Regions from separate parts of the Hordeum vulgare genome. Here region 1 is linked to region 2. Evidence: chromatin contacts called from public Hi-C data. All regions are on one chromosome and are shown on one strand. The core of a region is the stretch at or near the end of the contact, and the rest is flanking DNA. Distances in the headings are between cores, read along the strand shown. Region 1 has its middle 37 kb from the start of LOC123426378. Region 2 holds the start of LOC123426377 (glutamate receptor 3.4-like).

Region 1 (4,099 bases), core at 699-3,198, 220 kb before region 2:
GGCTTTGGACAATCCTTCGCAAAGTGACCCATCTTATTGCAGTTATAGCACTTGACCTCGGACAAGTCCAAGTTCCGTGGTTTCTGCTCTTTAGATTGGCCCGCCTTACCACGACCTTGTGGTTTGCCTTTTCCTTTGCCTTTTCCGGTTTGTCCATCGCCCTTCATGTTGCTTGAGCCTTCGCCACCGTCACGCCTTCCTTTGCTACTTGGGGCCTCCCAATCTGCGCGCGAGTACATGAGTTGGTCACTACCTCCTCCTTTGCCTTTTCGACAGCCACGAGCATTCTCTTCCCACGTCCGCAGGCGTCCGATCGCCTCCGTTATGGTCATGTCGTCGATGTCATAAAGCTGCTCGAGCGTGCCGATGATGTACGTGAATTTGTCAGTCACTGAACTGAAATTTTTTTCCACAATCTCGGTCTCCTCGAGCTTTGCACCAAGCGCGCGGATCTCTCCCACCAAAGTAGTAAGACGCATGGCATAGTCGTTCACCGATTCAGTTTCCTCCATCTGCAACTTGTGAAATTTGCGCTTCAGCACTTGTGCCCGTGCCTTGGTGACGCGATCTTCTCCGATCCTCATCTCCTTGAGTGCGTTCCACGCCTCTCTTGCCGTCTCGAACTCCGCCAATGTCATCAGCACGGAATCCGGCACGGACTGGGCTATGGCGGCCGTGGCACCTTCGTCGCGCTCCTCGTCGACGTCGTCGTCCGTGATGGCCTCCCACACTCGAAGGGATCGAAGAATAATCTTCATCTTCACCGCCCACACGCCGTAGTTGGCGTCGGTGAGCATTGGGTACTGGATGGGGATGTTGCGATGCGCCTGGACGTTGGCGCCGCTCGTTCCTCCATCACTGGTTGCTGACTTGACGCCCTTCTTCACCTTGTCGTCGTTCTTGTTCGCCTTGGCACCGCCGCTGCCGGACTTGACCGACTCAGCGTCGCTGTCCGTCATCGTAGATCGTAGATCGTCAAGGCTCTAGATACCAATTGTTGGCTTCGGATCGCTAGATCAAAGCTCCCTTACACGTACGTGCAAGCTAGCTATATAGCAACCAAGCAGACAAGCTGCTGGATGGATTAGCAATAGCACTCGCGTATGTATGAGCAACCTGAGCTAGCTTGCTGTGTATCGGATTAAACTCGGCGGAACCCTTAGCTCTCTCGACGACGGCCGCGTAACTAGGCGTACCAGAGGAACGAAAACTGATTTTGATGGTGCGTATAGCTTGCTCTTTTTTCTTCTATTGATCTGAACTGATCTACTCAGTATATAAAGAATACATGACCGACATCACGTCCAACTCGTAGCCAAAGACGGCAACCAACACGACGCTGACCGGACTCGTACAAACACCAGTCCGTTTACTATTCTATCTAGGATTCTATGTGACGTTTAGACTACAACTAGGTTAATTACTATAGAGGAGGAGAGATCGCGCGACGAGGCTGGGGCCTGCACGCGGAGAGGCGAGGGTGGAGGAGGAGCGAGCGGGCGCAGCCAACGGCGTTGGACGGTTGGAGCGCTCCTCTCCCTGTGCATGGCTACGACGCGAGGCGGCCCTGTCCTAGGCGGGGCGAGCGAGGCGCCACAGCGCGGGACACCAGGCGCAGGCGCTTGAGGGGCTCGCGTGCCGCACGAGCCGGGGGTCGGGGACGGGGTCAACGGCGCTGGGCAGGAGGAGGGCCTCGAGGCTGCTCGGTGTGCTCGCTGGCAGCGGCCGTAGACGGAGGCAGGGGCCTCAACGAACTCGCCAAGGGAATGCAAGATCGGGCGGGGGTGCTACGATGCAGGCGCTTTCTCCTCTGGTGGTTGCGCGCTGTGAGCTACTGCTCCTTTGGTCATTGGGACGAGGGCAGCTTCAGGCCGTGGACACGACCGGATGATACAGGGGGACACCGGCTGGGCATTAATTGGTTTCTACTGGCTATGAGGGGATCTCAAGGAAGGCTCTTGTTGGGCAACGGATTGGATCGGGAGGGGAGATCCCGAGGTTGGTAGCGGTGCACGGTGGGAATAACTGGACTAGGGTTAGGGTAGGTCTACATTCGGATATAAGTAACATGTTCGATTAGGTGTAGACCCTTCGATCTAAATCGGGCGGTCGCGGTTAAATAGGTTAGGGGGTCCAATGGACGAACTGATGACGGTTTGCGGTAAAACGGGGTTGATCTGGATCCAACTGTCATGACCGCCGGGTTCGGGCCCGGGGAAGTTTCCACACTAGGTTGCGGGCAGGGTCGATGCATTGTGCACAGGGGCTAGGCAGGGATGAGAGGAAAGCGGGCAACCCGGCGACAGAGTTTAAAACACCGAAACGTCCGACAATTGACCCGGCTATAGTGCCGCTATAGATTTAACAGTTCGGGTATCAAACTAACTCCGATTGCGACGAAATTTGGCACACATCCTACCTACATTATATTAAAACCGCACACTGACGACCCACAAGTATAGGGGGTCTATCGTAGTCCTTTTAATAAGTAAGAGTGTCGAACCCAACGAGGAGCAGAAGGATCTGACAAGTGATTTTTAGCAAGGTAATCTCTGCAAGCACTGAAATTATCGGTAACAAGTAGTTGTGTGACAAGATGATTCGTAGCAAGTAGCAAGTAACAATAGTAACAACGGTGCAGCAAAGTGGCCCAATCCCTTTTGTAGCAAGGGACAAGCCTGGACAAACTCTTATAGGAGGTAAAGCGCTCCCGAGGACACATGGGAAATTCTATCAAGCTAGTTTTCATCATGTTCATATGATTCGCGTTCGCTACTTTGATAGTTTGATATGTGGGTGGACCGGCGCTTGGGTACTGCCCTTACTTGGACAAGCATCCCACTTATGATTAACCCCTCTCGCAAGCATCCGCAACTACGAAAGAAGAATTAAGACAAAGTCTAACCATAGCATTAAACTAGTGGATCCAAATCAGCCCCTTACAAAGCAACACATAAACTAGGGTTTAAGCTTCTGTCACTCTAGCAACCCATCATCTACTTACTACTTCCCAATGCCTTCCTCTAGGCCCAAATAATGGTGAAGTGTTATGTAGTCGACATTCACATAACACCACTAGAGGAAAAGCAACATACAACACATCAAAATATTTAACGAATACCAAATTCACATGACTACTTATAGCATGACTTATCTCATGTCCTCAAAAACAAAAGTGACTACTCACAAAGCATAATCATATTCATGACCAGAGAGGTAATGAGTAGCATCAAGGATCTGAACATATAATCTTCCACCAAGTAATCCAACTAGCATCAACTACAAAGAGTAATTAACACTAATAGCAACCTTACAAGTACCAATCGGAGTAGCGAGACGGAGATTGGTTACAAGAGATGAACTAGGGTTTGGAGAAGAGATGGTGCTGATGAAGATGTTGATGGTGATGAGTCCCCTCCGATGAGAGGAGTGTTGGTGATGACGATGGCGACGATTTCCCTCTCCGGGAGGGAAGTTTCCCCGGCAGGACGACCCTGCCGGAGCTCTAGATTGGTCCTGCTCAAGTTCCGCCTCGTGGCGACAACGATTCCTCCCGAAAGACTCCTCTTGATTTTTTCTGGAACGAAACCCTTCTTGTAGCAAAAGAGGGGGCCCAGAGGGCCAGCTGGGAGCCCACAAGCCCCTAGGCGCGGCCAGGGGGGCCGCGCCTAGCAGGCTTGTGGCCTCCTGCTGGCTCCCCTCTGGTACTTCTTCGGCCCAGTTTATAAATTCCAAAATAAATCCTCGTTGATTTTCACGGCTTTTGGAGTTGCGCATAATAGTATCTCAAACTTGCTCCTTTTTCAGGCCAGAATTCCAGCTGTCGGCATTCTCCCTCTTCATGTAAACCTTGCAAAATAAGAGAGAAAGGCATAAGTATTGTACCGTGAAGTGTAATAACAGCCCATAAAGCGATAAATATCAACATGAAAGCATGATGCAAAATGGACGTATCACACACCATTTTCAACCCAATCGAAGAAAGTTTTATACACACTTTAAAAAACAATATTTTTTTAATGATGTCGCGGGCGCGCGTGTGTGTGGTTTGTCTCGAAACGGTCAATGATGAAAACGGAGGGAACCGTCCACTACTAAC
Region 2 (4,324 bases), core at 33-2,532:
AAAATATACTATGCTCCAAGCAAACACATATCATATGATGAATAAAAATGTAGAAACATGTGATATAGTTTGATTTTTTAATTTCTTCATCCAAGAAATGACAGTTTGCAATTAGTTTTTTATTTGCAGGACGAGTTGTTAATTTGTACAGCTTATCCACAAAAAAATCCACTGGCATACTGCATGGCACCATGAGCTAATTTTTTAATTGTTTGTCTGTCACTTAATTTTCAAGCCGCTCCATTATGTTACCCAATATATTGAATGGTCTGTTAGAGTAAGCAATCTTTGTTGATGGAGAGAGTGAGACCGGGAGCCCTACAAAATAATCATGAGACTATTATATGTAGCGTCTGAATTTAATTTTGACAGGCATATCATATCCGACTGTAGAAAGAAATATCCCATGCATTCCTGTCTCTAGGTAGCACTCGTACCAACCAACCAGTACGTGCCTTCATTACCCATGTATCCACGCTTGCAGGTAGGCAGCTATTGATCCATTTGACTTGGCATTTCTTGTAGGAGTAATTAGAATCGGTGTATCATATCTGAGCTAGCATTAGTTTATCATGACTGATTAATAATTAAGTTCAGATTGACCAAGTTGATGATTGTCTGTGTACTGAACCTAGATAGAGCCTACCTAATCAAACAAGACAAGATGACAAGTCTGGCATATGTATTGTCAGTAGTTAATTGAATGAGTTGCATGAGTGCATCGAAACAGCAGTCATTGGTTAGCTAAAACAACCAGCTGCCTACACGATTTGAGCCATTGGGGGCAGCAGAAAGCACGTGCATCTTTCCCTATCTATGTACAGTATATGAGCATACCAGTAGTTCTTGTACTATGAGGCTACGAGCATAGTATTACTAGTATCTTGCTTGTGCATTCAACAAAGTGGTGTGGGCAGCTTTATTCTCCCAGGTGAAAGAAGAAGAAACACCCGAAAAGCCAAAGCGCTAATCACTAGCATCTGTTCCCTGATGAGAAAGATGGCCTGTTTGCTTCCATGCCAAGCCACAGCCACAGCGACAGTGGATGAGAATACGTTGCTGACCACCGCTCGACAAGTCGATACAGTTCTGTTAGTAGTAGGTACTGTTGTGAACTCAAGCAAAAAAACTGTGTTATTCGAAAGTAGTAAGTTAATTAGTTGGCCGCTGTGCTGTAACAGTTGCATGATGAAGATGTGCAGTGCAGGGGTGATGTGAAACCGTTTCCTGACCAGAATGCCTTTTGCCCAGGCCGCATCTTTGCTTGCTTGATCTGACGAGCATCCACGTTTTGCTCGAGACGATTACAAGAGTAGCAGAATGGTCAACAGTAGTGCCGGCCGACGTCTCCATCGGCATCTCTCTGTGTCGTCTCGGTCGATCTCTCCACCAGTACTTGTAAGCAGGGTACTACTCTACTAGTAATTGCACCAATCAATCAGGGCCGAGCGAGGCGCGATCTACTCCGTTCCGTCCCCGCTGCGCCTTCCACGCCACTGCTTTTTCCTCGCCGTCGAATCTCTTTCCTGCTCCTCACCGGTCAGGATCACGCCGTTTTTGTCACCTTGCTCCCCTCGATTCTCCCTGCTCCGCTCTTGTTCTGTTTCTTGGAGTTCTCCATCCTTCCGATCGTATGGCTAGCCGATGGGGTGGAGCTCCTGCCTTCCTGCGCTCATATATCTCGCGCTCTCAGGCGATAGCCGTACGCATATACTAGATCCTCGAGAGACGAGGCGAGATGGGCTCGGCTCTGCTCCGTGTCCTCTGCCTCTGCAGCCTTGTGGCGCTCGCCCGGCCGGCCAGGCCGGCCAACGTCTCCATCGGCGCCCTCTTCACCTTCGACTCCGTCATCGGGAGGTCCGCCAGGGCCGCCATCGACCTCGCCGTCGCCGACGTCAACCGCGACGCCGCCGTCCTCAGGGGGACGCACCTCAGCCTCGTCGCGCAGGACACCAAGTGCAGCGGCTTCGTCGGCACCATCCAAGGTCACTGCTCTCTTCTTCTTCTTCCTCTTCTTCTTCCAAAAAATATAATAAAAAATCCTCCTAATACCCCCAAATGTTTGCTGCGATCAGATTAGCAAATACGGAGTACTACAGTAGTCGTCATCACGAACTTTGATTCCACGATTAGATTTTTCGTGTTCTTTACATATTGATATCTTGGCCTGTATGCATCCACTTTCTTCTTCATTTGGTTTGGTTCTCTCTCTCTCTCCTCATTCAGTTGACTCTCGTGGAGGTGGAGGTGGAGCCTGCCTACTGCCTTGGATCTCTCCACATGAACTTTGCATGACGATTTTTTTTAAATAATAATGATAATCTGTTTTTTTTCCTTGGCAACGGATTAGTCAGAGACTACCCCGTCCCGTGCTCTCGCCGTTGCATTTTGTAGCTATTGTCCTGTGCTAATCGACCGGCCGGTATTGATATTGGATCAAAAGAACGTTTCACCTTTTTCTTCGTATAAATGAACAAATGACTAGTACGTACTCCCTCGATCGGTAACAAAAATTACTCCTTTACGGAGGGAGTTATCGCAGTTGACACTGATGTAAGTACGTGTTGATGCTGCAGCGCTGCAGCTAATGGAGAAGAAGGTGGTGGCGGTTGTGGGACCGCAGTCGTCGGGGATCGCCCACGTGGTGTCGCACGTAGTCAACGAGCTCCACGTCCCGCTGCTCTCCTTCGCCGCCACTGACCCGGCGCTCGCCTCCGCCCAGTACCCCTACTTCGTGCGCGCAGCCCGCGGCGATGACTCCTCCCAGATGGCCGCCGTCGCCGACATCGTCGCCTACTATGGCTGGAGGGAGGTCACCGTCATCTACGTCGACAACGACTACGGCCGCGGCGGCGTCGACGCCCTCGGTGACGCGCTCGAGGCCAAGCGCGCCAAGCTCTCCTTCAAGGCGCCCTTCCCTCCGGACGCCGACCAAGCCGCCATCGCCGACCTGCTCCTGCAGGTCACCATGATGGAGTCCCGCGTCTGCGTCGTCCACGTCAACCCGGACTCCGGGCTCGCCGTCTTCGCCGCCGCGCGCTCCCTCGGCATGATGGCGTCCGGCTACGTCTGGATCGCTACCGACTGGCTCGCCGCAGCGCTGGACTCGACGCGCCCACCCAATCCCAAGGCGATGAGCCTCCTACAGGGCGTGGTCACGCTTCGCCAGTACGCCCCGGATTCCGGCGCCAAGAGGTCGCTCACCTCGAGATTCGCCGCCGGCCAGCTGAACCGGAGCGCCACCCTGTCCCTGAATGCGTACGGGCTCGCCGCGTACGACGCCGTGTGGATGGCCGCCCGCGCCATCGACGAGTTCCTGGAAGACGGGGGGAACGTCACCTTCTCGGCCGACCCGAGGCTGCAGCAGGAGGTGAACGGGACCAGCACGCTGCGGCTGGACGCGCTCAGAGTGTTCGACCAGGGGGAGCAACTGCTGCACAAGGTGATGCTCGCCAACTTCACGGGCATCACGGGCGACGTGCGGTTTTCTGCGGACGGCAGGAGCCTGGCCGACCCCGCCTACGAGGTCCTCAACGTCGGTGGCACGGGCGTCCGGCGGGTCGGCTACTGGTCCAACCACTCGCATTTGTCAGTGTCCGCGCCCACTCCATTCCAAGCTAACAGCAGCCAGCAGCAGCAGCAGCAGGAGCGGCGGCTGTACAGCATGATCTGGCCTGGGGAGACGACATCGCCGCCGCGCGGGTGGGTGTTCCCCAACAACGGCCGGCCGCTGAGGATCGGCGTGCCGTACAGGACGACGCAGAGGCAGTTCGTGTCCAAGGACAGCGGCCCCGACGGCGCGAGCGGGTACTGCATCGACGTGTTCAAGGCCGCCGTGGCACTGCTCCCGTACCCTGTCCCCGTGTCCTTCATCCTCTTCGGCGACGGCGTCAAGAACCCCAGCTACAGCGACCTCGTGAACAAGGTCGCCAACAATGTGTTCGACGCGGCGGTGGGCGACGTGTCCATCGTCACGAACCGGACGCGGGTGGTGGACTTCACGCAGCCGTACGTGGAGTCCGGGCTGGTGATCGTGTCGCCGGTGAAGGAGAAGAGCTCCAACGCGTGGGCCTTCCTCAAGCCCTTCACATTGGGCATGTGGGCCGTCACCGGCGCCTTCTTCCTCTTCGTCGGCTCTGTCGTCTGGGTTCTCGAGCACCGCTTCAACCCGGAGTTCCGCGGATCCCCACGCAAGCAGCTCGTCACCATTTTCTGGTTCAGCTTCTCAACAATGTTCTTCGCGCACAGTAAGCTACTGTATATATATATATACTATCTGGCTTCTGCTTCCGTCGCTCTGCATGCGTTCCCAAGAGAAGAAGCT

What was found. Hi-C and Micro-C count contacts between places; a contact is called where the count stands out from the background.
Region 1: a Hi-C map of leaf shows a contact between it and region 2, with 3 times the contacts expected there. The contact joins the enhancer-like site here to the promoter of LOC123426377 in region 2. A contact is called at or near these places in 2 of 6 Hi-C or Micro-C datasets (leaf and seedling) and 1 of 1 datasets of contacts at active chromatin or transcription factors (embryo).

The regions. Positions count from the first base shown.
Region 1 is chr2H:386,741,365-386,745,463 of MorexV3_pseudomolecules_assembly, reverse strand. No RefSeq gene overlaps it. Among protein-coding and RNA genes, the nearest start is that of LOC123426378, 37 kb to the left of the region's middle. Within about 2 kb of position 1,948, at least 2 of the 3 cell types and tissues checked have open chromatin away from gene starts, as enhancers often do. A contact at or near this core is called in leaf, where this site is marked.
Region 2 is chr2H:386,515,905-386,520,228 of MorexV3_pseudomolecules_assembly, reverse strand. LOC123426377 (glutamate receptor 3.4-like) reads left to right here and starts at 1,282. Exons shown (of 4, transcript XM_045110197.1): 1 at 1,282-1,985; 2 at 2,577-4,247. The coding sequence starts at 1,739.